Regions from separate parts of the Danio rerio genome. Here region 2 is linked to region 1. A link is a contact called in public HiCAR-type data. All regions are on one chromosome and are shown on one strand. The core of a region is the stretch at or near the end of the contact, and the rest is flanking DNA. Distances in the headings are between cores, read along the strand shown. Region 1 holds the start of parp3 (poly (ADP-ribose) polymerase family, member 3). Region 2 holds the start of tex264a (testis expressed 264, ER-phagy receptor a).

Region 1 (7,391 bases), core at 2,700-5,199:
CTGTTATCCCAGTACTTCTGTGTTTTTTGACTGTTTGTAACTTCATAACTAATTCAAAACTAGCTCTAGAAACTGACTATCTTTCTTGATTTTTGCAATTTTTAATCACAGACTTGAATGCAGCAATTTGAATGTTGCGTGGGTGTAGAGATTCCGATCTTTTAATGATTAATCATGTAGCTTACACTGAATGCATTGATGCAGAATAAACAAGTAGTGATAGAAAACAACTTTAATAACCTAAGAAACCCACCACATCACGAATAACCTACCACAGCTTCTTCCATCATCATTATACTTTACAGGAAAGCCTAAATGCTTTCATAAATATGATGTAAATGATGCGAGAGGCGATCTCTCTGCAACCGTTACAAATTTAGTGTTAATCTACAAGCAAAAAAATTATAATAAAAAGTGGGTCATGTGTGTTCTGAACTGTGGGTTGTGATCCATACGAATCACGGAAAAACTGTCAAACAATACATCCCTAATTACAATCCATAAGAAGTCTAGTCATTCTCATCACCACAAATACATATATTTTACATCTGAGAGACTTCTGTTCCTCCATTTAAAGCCCATTCATAGAAAATGCTTCTTTTCTAAAAGCAACTAAATTAAGCATTTTAATCCAAGTCTCCTAAACAGACATGCCTGCTTCATAAGATGAACAGATGGTTGAGCTTCTACTTATGTTTGCTTATCAATGTTTATCGCACATGAATAAAAAACAAAATAACATCGGTTCACCATTTAAAGTGATCTTCATAAATCTTGACTGATCACTGAATTTATGTGGATTTACTTTTTGATCTCTTTAGAAATATTTTTAAATCTTAATGACATTATTCTACAATGCAGAAGTGTGCACATTTTTGCGATTGTTTCAGAACTTCCAATTCAATTGCCTAAAGTTGAAATGACAAGGAATAATAAAGAAAAACGGTCAAACTATTTCCCTTACAAACAAGTGTGTTCATGACTACATAAAAGCAGAATAAAGTAATAAAAAATGTGTGTTTGCAAAATTAAGCAGCATAACAAGCACCTTATAACATCTAAAAACCAATGAAAGTGAATGAGACTGGAGCCAACAAAAATTCCAATGGCTGCACCCACTCATACGTCAAGAATAAGGTCAATAGTTTTAGGTGAATCCGATTTTAATCAAGAGTGTAATAAAAATGTTTTCATTTGTGTAAAAAAGTAGTTATTAACTTAATTTAGTGGTAAACTAGACTTAAACATTTGTTCAGTCTCACCTCAGCATTTGACAGATGACATACGCTGTCTGGGTTCCTTGTGCCCTTCACCTGCGATCCTGTTGCCTTCAGGGCCTCTTTGGCGGAAGTGAATTTGTCCTTGGGTGGAGCTTCAGGCTGCGTCTCCTGCTTGACTTTCTTCCCTCCAGCTTTGGTGCTCGATGCTGCCCTTCTCTTGGGTGCCATCTTTGTCCTCTTTTTTCATAATCAATCATATGATTTTAAAATATAATATATTAAACATTCAATAAAGTCTTAATCAGCAATTAAAGTGTGTCATAAAGTGTGCCATAAAACCAGTTATAAGGGTACATTTTATCGAAATTGAGATTTATACATCTTACAAAACTTGAATAAATAAGCTTTCCACTGATGTTTGTTAGAATGAATAATGTACAGCTCAGAAGATACAACTATTTGAAAATATGGAATCTGTGAGTTAAAAAATAATCAAAACACTGAAATAGCCTTTAAAGTTTACTAACGGAAGTGCACATTACTAATCAAAATTCTTTTTTGCTATATTTACTGTAGGACATTCACAAAATGTCTGCATGGTAAATGATGTTTACTTAATGTTATAATAATTGTTTCGGCATATAACGGAAATCTATGGTTACTGCCAAAAACACACCTGTCCATCATTAGAACAGTAAGTTAGACCAAAAAGCCCAATGTCTCATATGCAGAACATGCAGTGTATAGTTATATTCATTAATAAATAAACAAGCTAAAAATAATGTGTTTGTTTTCTTTATTTATTACATATAATGTAATGTTATTTAACCTTAAAAAAAATTAAATACACATATGTCATAGTAATAGCATTACTCTAGAAGTTTTATATTACATTTAATCTGCAGCATTGTTAAATGGTCCTGAGTGCATTCACAATAATGACTATATGCAAATTATTAAATGTAATAATGCTGAGAGCTACTAGTTTCTTGCATAGACTGATTGTTTTCCTCCATACACCTTTCTAGTACTTAGTTGGACCCCCCATTTCCTTCATTACTGTCGTAATCCTTTGAGGCAAAGATACAACAAGGTACTGGAAATATTCCTGAGATTTTGGTCTATATTGACATGATAACATCACACAGTTGCTGCAAATGGCGCTTTATCCAGCTGGAAGTAGCCATCAGAAGATGGATAGACTGTGGTCATAAAGGGATAGACATGGTCAGCAACAATATTCAGGTAGGCTGTGGCGTTGACACGATGCTCAATTGGTACTAATGGGCCTAAATTGTGCCAAAAAATTCCCCCACACCATTACACCACACCACCACTAGCCTGAATCGTTGATACAAGGTAGGACGGATCCATGCTTTCATGTTGCTGACACCAAATTCTGACTTTACCATCTGAATGTTGCAGCAGAAATCGAGACTCAACAGACCAAGCAATGTTTTTCCAACCTTCTATTGTCCAATTTTGGTGACTGTGCGAATTGTAGGCTCAGTTTCCTGTTCAGTTTCCACTCCTGTTCCTTAGCTGACAGGAGTGGCACCTGGTGTGGTCCTCTGCTGCTGTAGCCCATCCGCCTTATGGTTGGATGTGTTGTGCATTCAGAGATGCTCTTTTTCATACCTCGGTTGTAACAAGTGGTTATTTGAGTGCCTTTTTATCAGCTTGAACAAGTCAGCTTGAACCATTCTCCTCTGACCTCTGGCATCATCAAGGCATTTGCGCCCACAAAACCGCCGCTTACTGGATATTTTCTCTTTGTCAGACCATTCTCTTTAAACCCTAGAGATGGTTGTGCATGAAAATCCCAGTAGATCAGCAGTTTCGGAAATACTTAGACCAGCCCGTCTGGCACCAAAAACCATGCCTTGTTTAAAGTCACTAATATCACCTTTCTTCCCCATTCTGATGCTCGGTTTGAACTGCAGCAGATCGTCTTGACCATGTGTAAATGCCTAAATGCAGTGAGTTGCTTCCATGTGCTTGTCTGATTGGAACTTTGCGTTAACAAGCAGTTGGACAGATGTACCTTAAAAAGTGGCCGGTGAGTGTAGAACCTCACTGCATCTAAAGTATTTTTTTTTTTACTTTTAAATTGTCAGTAGACATTAACTTGAATATTATGAATCTAACAACCACACTTACAGCTAAAACTACTAACGTTAAATAGTGTTCTGCTGAAACAGTCACATCTTGCATGCTCTAATGGTATTTAAACTAACAGCAAACCTTGATTTCAATGTGAACCTTGATGTGAACTAACACCAAATCACCACAGCACTGCTGGGACATGTGGAGACATGCCGGATTTACAGTAAGTGACGTGGATGCTCCTGGCAGCCTATCAGCTTATCTGCACTGCAAATTCGTTTATAGAAACCACGGGGGTGTGTCTATTCAACGAGAGAGCATTTATTAACTGACCAAATATGTTTAGGATTTCATGCCATATGACAAACGTCAAGTGTTTACAATCGCAGCGTGACAATGTTTTGCGTTTAGTGTAACAGGCGTGCGATTAAAATGGGTTCTTGACGCATACTGGCATTTTCAGCTTCACGTGTAACTATCGAAATGTATATAGTAAAAGCAACGTCGCCGATAAATATGATTCGATATTTTATAACCAGTCGGATAAAAAGGCACTGACCTGATACTGGCGGTACAGGGAAAGTTTGCAGATTCACTCTCACTGTTCGACACTGTCTGCAGACTGAACTTCCGTGTTTCCGACAGTGTACGTCACAATCACACTCCTCCCTACGTTACTGTAGCTTACTACAACATACAACAATTGCCACCGGACTAAACTTTAAGTTAATACTAGATAGGCTATATAATTTACAGTTTGAGTTATATATAATAATAATTATACATATTACCATAGGCTATATTAATTTATATTAACAACGTTATAAACGTTAAAAAAAACTATTTATTCAATATTCATTTTCCTCAAATACTCAGATTCTCTGTGTGACAAATTATATTTTATATATGCATATATATATATATATATATATATATATATATATATATATATATATATATATATATATATATATATATATATACATACATACATACATACATACATACATACATATATATATTTTTCAAGACACTTCTATACAGCTTAAAGTGACATTTAAAGGCTTAACTAGGTTAAAAAGGTGAACTAGGCAGGTTAGGGTAATTAGGCAAGTTATTCTATAACAATGGTTTGTTCTGTAGACTATCGAAGAAAAATAGCTTAAAGGGGCTAATAATTTAATAATAATAATTATCCATGTTGTTGGCAAACCAGGCACCATTTCTGTCCAACCTTCATTCATTTTCTTTTCAGCTTAATCCCTTTATTAATCAGGGGTTGCCATAGCGGAATGAACTACCAACTTATCCAGCAAATGTTTTACACAACGGATTCCCCTCCATCTGCAACCCATCACTGAGAAACACCCATACACACCTAATTACACACACACACTCCGGACAATTTTTGGCTTACCCAATTCACCTATACCACATGTCTTTGGACTTGTGGGGGAAACCGGAGCACTAAGGAAACCCAAGCGAACACAGGGCGAACATACTCCACACAGAAATGACAACTGACCCAGCCGAGGCCCGAACCAATGACCTTCTTGCTGTGAGGTGACAGCACTACCCACTGCACCGCCCTTTGCCAAATCTTTTATTGTCTAATTTTAGGGAACCCTTTGTGATTTGTGGCCTCAGTTTGGTGTTCATGTCTGACAGTAGTGTCACATGTGTCTCTTTTGCTGCTGTAGCTCATCTGCTTTATAAATGTATTGTTCAGTCTGCAGGTGTCAGCTGTTGTAATAAGTGTTTACTGTATGTGAGTTTCTGTCATGCCACTCTTTCTTTTAGCCCATATGGCCATCCTTCTCTAGCATCAACAAGGCATTTTTGTCCAGAGAGCTGGTGTACGTACTATATTTTCTATTTTTCAAACTATTCTTTGTAAACCCTGGAAATGTAAAAATGCAAATAGATTGTTAGTTTCTGAATACTCAGACCAGTCTGTCTGGCAACATCCATGCCACCTGGGTTAAACTTTAGTATCATCTTGATCATGCTTTACCTAATTGCATTGACTTTATGCACTTTACATTAATGTTAAACTGGTGTATACCTAATGATAAGTATGCATTTGTAGAAGTGAACTCAGTACCATCTAACTTCTGAGATTTTTCTGTAGATGCTGCTTAAATCTGTTAAAACCATAGACTGTAAAAAATAAAAAAATAAAAAAACACTATAAAAGTAGCATATAAAATGGAGAATTCAGCAGCACAGGAAACAACAGACCTGTCACAAATTATAAAATCGCTCATAAAAAAATAGAATTACTGCAGATAAAAGCATCACAAAAAATATTTTATAAACTTGACAAGAAAATCTCCAGTTTCACCACTAGTGATGAGTGTATATATCAATAACCCTTTTGTAACACTGTTCAGCCAGTGATAGGCTGCATATGTGGATATTGTGATTATGAAGGATATAAATATTAAATTTATAACATAAGTAGTAAGTAGATAATGTAATGAAATGTTATAACAATGAAATTCGAGGCACAATGTATTAGCCTTACCAACTTGATGTAATGAGCCCCTACATCCTCTAGATGGGGATAATGTACAAGGTTTACTATGTGCAGACCCATTGGTGCAGACATCAAAGGAAGTGTGTGGATAATATAATATAATATAATATAATATAATATAATATAATATAATATAATATAATATAATATAATATAATATAATATAATATAATATAATATAATATAATATAATATAATATAATATAATATAATATAATAAAGACAGTAAATCAACCACAAAGCTTGAATTCATAAAAAACACATTTTATTTACATAAATTACAAGAAAGCACAAACCAGAATCACCAGAAATCTACATTAAAAACATCTCGTATATAATACTTTAAACAGATTTACTATATTTTAACTCCATATCTCAAACAATACTTTATTATGGTTTCCATAAAAAGAATGGGTATACAGAGTTTAAACTGGCATCCCACTGATATGATCTAACTAGTCAGATAGAGAAAGAGTAAGAGAAAGAGAAACAAATGGGATATTGTACTCACAGCACGTTGAGAACAACATAACAGGCTTTATTCTTTATCCAGAATAGCCTTCTCAACATTAGCAAACACTTGATTTCATGACTAGTGAAGATAGGATTTATCAGTAAATCGCATTTGGCAAACAAACAGGAATCCTGTTTCTCAGAGTGAAGATGTTGTTGAGTCCACTACCTCTCTGCCATTACATACTGTAGGCACAATGTTGGAGGCCGAGGCTGGAAAGACACAATAGAAATAATATTAACTCGGGCTCATTCTGATTACGTAGCCTTTTATACATTTCTGGGGAGCGCCAAATATGTCTCAGGAGATAATTTTTTTGCAATATTTGTTTCCGCAACTTCACCAGAGGCCACTGTGTGTGCTTTTTCAGATCTCAAATTTGCCATTTGTGGCTGCTGTTCTAGTGTAAATCCACCAGAGGCCTCTGTCGACTAATTGACCGAGCGACTGACCCCGCCACCCACCCCCTTCCATATACCCAACCAACAGTGTTTTCAAAAACAATCCATGAAAAGAAAAGCCCTCACGGCAGCCTGATTTTTACCATCTTTTCAGATTTGACCAAATTCTCACCCTGGTATTTACTTGTTTATTTTATTGTTTGCCTTTTGTTTTTGCCTTATGTGCTTTCTGGAACCATTCTTCGCCAGACTTGAACCACGTCTTCACGGTCAACTCTGCGTCTCAAATCCTCCAATTTACGCAGTGAGCCACTGTACAAACTGGTAACAGCAAAAAAAAAAAAAAAAACATCCATATGGAGGTAAGCAGTCAGCTGGTTGCATGAAAAGGATTAGCATCATACTGCCCCGTTGCGTTCGTTTTAAAGATGAAATGCAGCCATACGTACTTCTGGTTACATAATTCGCGATCTCCAGAAATGTATATAGGGCTACGTTTTCAGAATGAGCCTATGTTGCAACATACAGTAGAAATATGCAAATCAAGGTATTGCTAAGCATCTGGATATGGTGTCTGATAAAAAGAAATCACTCATGCATGCATACTCAAA
Region 2 (6,699 bases), core at 907-3,406, 240 kb after region 1:
ATAATAATATGATATATTAAATAATAATATGATATATTAAATAATAAGATATATAAAATAATATGATATATTAAATAATAATATGATATATTGAATAATAATATGATATATAAAATAATAATGATATATTGAATAATAGGATATATAAAATAATAATATGATATATAAAATAATATGACATATTGAATAATAATATGATATATTAAATAATAATATGATATATTAAATAATAATATGATATATAAAATAATAATGATATATTTAATAATAGGATATATAAAATAATGACATATTAAATAATAATATGATATATTGAATAATAATATGATATATAAAATAATAATATGATATATAAAATAATAATGATATATTGAATAATAGGAAATATAAAATAATAATATGATATATTAAATAATAATATGACATATTGAATAATAATATGATATATAAAATAATAATGATATATTGAATAATAAGATATATAAAATAATATGATATATTAAATAATAATATGATATATTGAATAATAATATGATATATAAAATAATAATGATATATTGAATAATAGGATATATAAAATAATAATATGATATATAAAATAATATGACATATTGAATAATAATATGATATATAAAATAATAATGATATATTGAATAATAAGATATATAAAATAATATGATATATTAAATAATAATATGATATATTGAATAATAATATGATATATAAAATAATAATGATATATTGAATAATAGGATATATAAAATAATAATATGATATATAAAATAATATGACATATTGAATAATAATATGATATATTAAATAATAATATGATATATTAAATAATAATATGATATATAAAATAATAATGATATATTTAATAATAGAATATATAAAATAATGATATATTAAATAATAATATGATATATTGAATAATAATATGATATATTGAATAATAATATGATATATAAAATAATAATATGATATATAAAATAATAATGATATATTGAATAATAGGAAATATAAAATAATAATATGATATATTAAATAATATGACATTGAATAATAATATGATATAATTAAAAAATAGTATGATATATTTAATAATATGATATATAAAATAATAATATGATATATTAAATAATAATATGACATATTGAATAATAATATGATATATTTAAAAAATAGTATGATATATTGAATAATATGATATATAAAATAATAATATGATATATTAAATAATAATATGACATATTGAATAATAATATGATACATTTAAAAAATAGTATGATATATTGAATAATATGATATATAAAATAATAATATGATATATTAAATAATAATATGATATATTGAATAATAATATGATATATTAAATAATAATATGATATATTGAATTTGATATACGGAGTAATAATATATAGAAAAATATTGTGATTTATTGGATATGATAATTGTTTATATTTTATTATGTACATTTAAAGAGAGCGAGTCATTTGCTGCTAATATGATTTTCCTATTCAGAATTTGCATATATAATTTTCTGAAATTATATTATAAAGGAGAATCAATGTCTGAATATTCCAATATAAAACCAACTTTACCTCTATTGTTGTTCTGAAGTCAAACAATGTGATATCAGACCAAAATATCTTAAACAATATAGGGAGCATGTCACAAGTTGTCATTGAATGAATGTGAGAATTTAAAACCAGCTACTTCAGAGGTCATAAAGGGTCGAGCTACTGACCTGATTGGGGTCATCGTAAAACACCCCGACAGACGAGAGCTTCGGTCCGATGCTGCAGCTCTCCGTGAAAGCGGCTCCGCTGGCCTTGTACGAGCTCTTCCAGAACTTGTATGCAATCGTGATGTTTTTCACCGGAGGAGATCCAGTCCGAATCACGACTTCCGAGAAAAGACCGGTGTAAAAAACGAAGCCCACCAGAGTCACGATCAGACAGATGATCAAAAACAGAATTAGCAGTAAAATGATAAAGTCCGACATTTTTGTTTGCCCGGCTTCACAAAATCACGCTCAGAAACGGTCAACGTGTATAAATAATCCTCAGCTACAGGGAAAACAAACACAAAATCAGTCCTTCAGCATGCGAATTGGCTTGTTTGCTCGCGTGTCGCTCGGCAGATGTTACATTTACAGTGTTGAGGCTTTACTGTTAGGTAAGTTTAGTTATGTATTGACACAGCTGAATTTTTGTTTATCCTTTGCACAAAACATTGAGCGCATTGCTTCCTGGTTGCAACATGTGACTGTGACTCAGAGGGATTGCGTGAACGAGCCAACCAAATAGTTATGTTAAGTCCGATTCATTTGCGCGAATCGGTTCTTTTGAACGGGTCTATTATACAACCGATTCAGTGATTTGTTCTGCTGAAACTATCGGTTGTTTTGGCGTGTTAGTCCACCCTCATTTGCATTCATTAATCTGTTTTACACTAGGTACACAAAAAGTTACACTCAGGCCCCATTGAATCCCATAAAAGGCCAATATTTCATCTCTGTGCCTTTTAAGCATGCAAACCAATACATAAAATGTAAAACCTCTTAACTAATAAAAATAAATGCAAAAGAATAAAAAAAGGTATAATTTATTTACTTTTTTTCAAAATTTTCTTAAGTTTAACCTTTTTAGCAAATAGCAAATACATTTTTTTATTTGTATAGCACTACATGTAAATTGACAGGACTACATGTAAATTATTCATAAAAATGTAAAATAATAATAAAAATTTGGCATTCAATATCGTTTACATATAAGTTTTGAAAACTGCAATTTAAAGGTTTATTGAATACAATAAAAGGCCAATATTTATCTCTGTGCCTTTTAAGCAAGCAAATACATTCATTCAGTCATTTTCTTTATGAATAGTTCCTTTATTAATCTGAGGTCCAATTAATGAACCGAAAACTTATCCAGCAAATGTTCACTCATTCACAACGGACAATTTAGCCTACCAAATTCACCTGTACCACATGTCTTTGGACTGTGGGGAAAACCAGAGCACCCGGAGGGAACCCACGCGAACACAGGGAGAACATACAAACTCCACAAAGAAACGCCAACTGACCCAGCCGAGGCTCGAACCAGTGACCTTCTTGTTGTGAGGCAATGCTTGTTGAAAACTGAAATTTAAAGGGTTAAAATCCTTAAAATGAATTTAATTTTGGTTGTAATCAGGACTGATGGTGGAATCTATGTCAATAAGTGCAGAAAATTATTTTATGATCATTTTTGCCTATTAGAGACCTGTGTGTAACTTAGTATAATTGACAGTATAACTTTACAGTACAGACAAATGCTGCTGCACAAGAACATACAGGAAATTGGCCTTCATTTATTATTAACATTTACATTTTTATTAAAATATGACAGCAAACGGCAACAAACAAATACCATAAAATGTGAAAACACAAATAGTTTCTCAAGAAAACCACTTGATTATGGTTAATACACATCAGCCTTTTTCTCCATTTAAAATTAGAAAGGAAAAGAAAATATAATTGGATGCACTAGTACAGGGGTGGACAGCCCTGTTCCTGGATAGCCACCTTCCTGCAGATTTCAGTTGCTCCCCATAACAAACACACCTGAAACAATTAATTAGGACCTGAACACCACGTGATAATTACAGGCAGGTGTGTTTGATATGGGTTGCAACTGAAATCTGCAGGAAGGTGGCTCTCCAGGAACAGGGCTGTCCACCCCTGAACTAGTAAATCAACGGTAGTGTATTTCAGTCCGATTCATCTGATTCCTCCACTTCTTCCTGTCCATCATTTCTCTCATCAGAGTCACTCTCCTGCATCAAAAACAGATTAGATCAAGCATCAAGAAATAAAATATATTACCAAATCCCTCATAAAGGATCCAATGAGGAAACTGAACTCCCAAAACAAGTGAAGCGAAATTCATGACATCCCATTAAAGACAATTATAGACAGTCACGGGACATGCTGCAGATTTGCTTTTGTGAATTAGATGACAACGCATGATAACAAAATACTGCTGCTGGGCAGGAGAGGAATATGTTGATGTGATAGGAGAAATGTGTTATAATAATCAAACATAATTAAAATGGCCTGTAATATTTGCATTTCATAAAAAAAGACTGATGTTAATTCACCCTCAAGCCATCCAAGATATTGGTGATTTTTTATTTAATTATTTCACCTAAAACATTCTTGATGACTTATCGAATGTTAGGCTAATAGTCAACAGCTCTCTGGGCTCAAACTCACCCATGAGCTAATGCTGTTTGTTAGCTGACTTTTTTAGCAGCCGGTATAATAATTCATAATGGTAAATGTGTTGAACAAACAAAAAAGCAAAAAAAAAAAAATACACAAAATGAGTTACTGGCACTAAAAACCAAAATAGCATAGTGAAATTTTATCCAGTGTTGTTCAATTGTTTTTCTCCGGTCAATGGATACTGAAAGTTTAGCTTTGTTATCACAAGCATCAAAACACATAAAGTAGAAAAAGAACTCTTTTGAATTGTAATAATATTTCACAACATTACCAAAATTTCAACATTATTGAAATAAAAAGCCTTTGAGCTTGAGAGCCTTCTTTAAAAATAAAAATAAAAAACAGCAAATGATAAAATGTTAGATCGAATAACACTAATCAATTGACCTAGATTACAACACTTGCATGTAAAGCAAAGAAATGAATGATTTTTTGGCATTGTAACAAAAATATTTAATTTCCCATCAGCAAAGTTCACATCTTATTGTGCATCCTGTGCAGTAGGAATAAACAGTTTATGTTCAGAATTCCAGCAGATTAGATTACAAGAGCATTTATGTCGAAAAATGGAGGCCAACCTACCTCTGCTTCGCTCTGTAGCTGAGAGGACTCTTCCTCCTCTTCATCAGCTGCCTGTGACCTCTGAGAGAGAATCTCTTCACCCTGCAAAAACAAAACAAACAAAAATGTTTTACATCTCTGTATAATCCAGAAATACTAAACTGCACCCAGTGCTCCAAATGGTGTCCTTATATCCAGGGTGCGAATTACAGGGGAGTTTAGGGGGGATTAACAACCCTGATTAACACTCGATCCCTCCTGAAGAAGGTCATAACAAGATGTATAGGGGGGTCAGTTGTTAAATACCGAGAAATATTTCACTCTGATCTGTATTTTAAATAATTAATTAATTCATTCATTTTCTTTTCAGCTTAGTCCCTTTATTAATCTGGGTTCCCCACAGCGGAATGAACCACCAACTTATCCAGCACATGTTTTACGAGGCAGATGCAGATACACTTATAAATAATAATGTTAATAATTCTAATAATAGGTAATATTAATATACATTTGGCCACCCCTATAATGGTTGAAACCACTGTTAATGCTTAATTGCACCATCACTCTATTTAAAAAAAAGTCTAAAAGTGGCAGATCTAGAGCACCAATAGACATCATGTTCCCAAGATATTGTTTTTTTTGTAACAGTTGTTTCTATATTTTGCCTGAAAATCAAATCAAATTAGACGCATAGCTTGTAGTTTATCCAACAGTATCATCTGAAATAGCTTATCAGAGAATACTGTAGGTCAGAATACACTAAATATCCCTCAAAACTTAAATACATTTTAATAATAAAATAGAGGGAATCAAAAATAAATGCATAACTGACTGCAGCATGTATTACACAAACTAACCCAAACAGTCGGCCCCCCTGATCGTCAATGTATAATTCACACACTGCTTATATCTACAATAGCCGTTCCCAGTTTATGCTGTATGAACATGGCAAAAAGCAGGTACCTCCAGTTTGAAAGCCCCAAATAATAGCTGTGTAATGTTGTATTATCTAAAATTACCAACATAATATAATATGCATAGCATAATATGAACATTACATAAAAGGGCTTTAACATTAGGTAGTTATAGGAACTCAGTTACAGGAACTAGCTACCAGACCGGTGTTCTGTCGATTTGTCCAAACTTATCAGATTGTCCTGCCTCCTATTCAAAAAGTAGGTAGCACATTTTGATGACCCTCATCAGATTTTGCTACCAGTATGATTGGGCGATGTTGACCAATTTGGCATCGTACAATGTCTAATGTGAAACATCGCGATGGACGATAACATCATCGTCATATGGGGGGGTGGTGGTTGTTAAATATCAATCAATTCATAACTAATTAATTAATTTTAGCCTACCGTTTTCATTACCTGACCCCCATGGTCTTTGCTTTACCAATAACAAACCATAAATTAATAAAGTTACACACAAACGACCACCTGTCAATCACTTTTTACATGAATAGTCAGAGTGATCTGAGTCATTATAATGTTTTTTTCCCACAGCTGGTGGAGGAGACGGGAGTTCGTTTGGAGTTCACTGTAATTTTTATTGTGATTGATGATAACATTCTTATTCATTATTATGAGAAAATAATAACAAGTAAAGATGTTAGGGCTCGGCCGTTTTGGTCGCGTTTGCGGCCAAAATTTTATCCATGCGACCTTCAAATATATTTGGATGCATTTTTGCTAGTGCAAAAATTTTCACTGTTTTCAAGGCAAAATCCTCACCGCGTGCGCGGATTTAGGAGCATTAGAACTGAACGGGAATGATTGGTTAATATCAGCTGTCAATCACTCAGTCAATGCCTTCTGCCTTCAGGAACTACAACCGCGAAAATGTAAAGCGCTGAAGATGAG

The links. HiCAR-type assays count read pairs that join an accessible place to other places.
Region 2: a HiCAR-type map of caudal fin shows a contact between it and region 1, with 6 times the contacts expected there. The contact joins the promoter of tex264a here to the promoter of parp3 in region 1. A contact is called at or near these places in 6 of 18 Hi-C or Micro-C datasets (caudal fin, embryo, fibroblasts and 3 more) and 2 of 4 datasets of contacts at active chromatin or transcription factors (caudal fin and embryo).

The regions. Positions count from the first base shown.
Region 1 is chr6:44,594,105-44,601,495 of GRCz12tu, forward strand. parp3 (poly (ADP-ribose) polymerase family, member 3) reads right to left here and starts at 3,950. Exons shown (of 11, transcript NM_200501.1): 1 at 3,886-3,950; 2 at 1,263-1,457. The coding sequence starts at 1,448. grm2a (glutamate receptor, metabotropic 2a) reads right to left here. Exons shown (of 5, transcript NM_001302225.1): 5 at 6,493-6,591. The coding sequence ends at 6,518.
Region 2 is chr6:44,837,693-44,844,391 of GRCz12tu, forward strand. It overlaps tex264a (testis expressed 264, ER-phagy receptor a), which reads right to left and starts at 2,157. Exons shown (of 4, transcript NM_205661.1): 1 at 1,748-2,157. The coding sequence starts at 2,005. It overlaps fancd2 (FA complementation group D2), which reads right to left. Exons shown (of 45, transcript NM_201341.1): 43 at 4,853-4,933; 44 at 3,723-3,819; 45 at 3,350-3,568. The coding sequence ends at 3,754.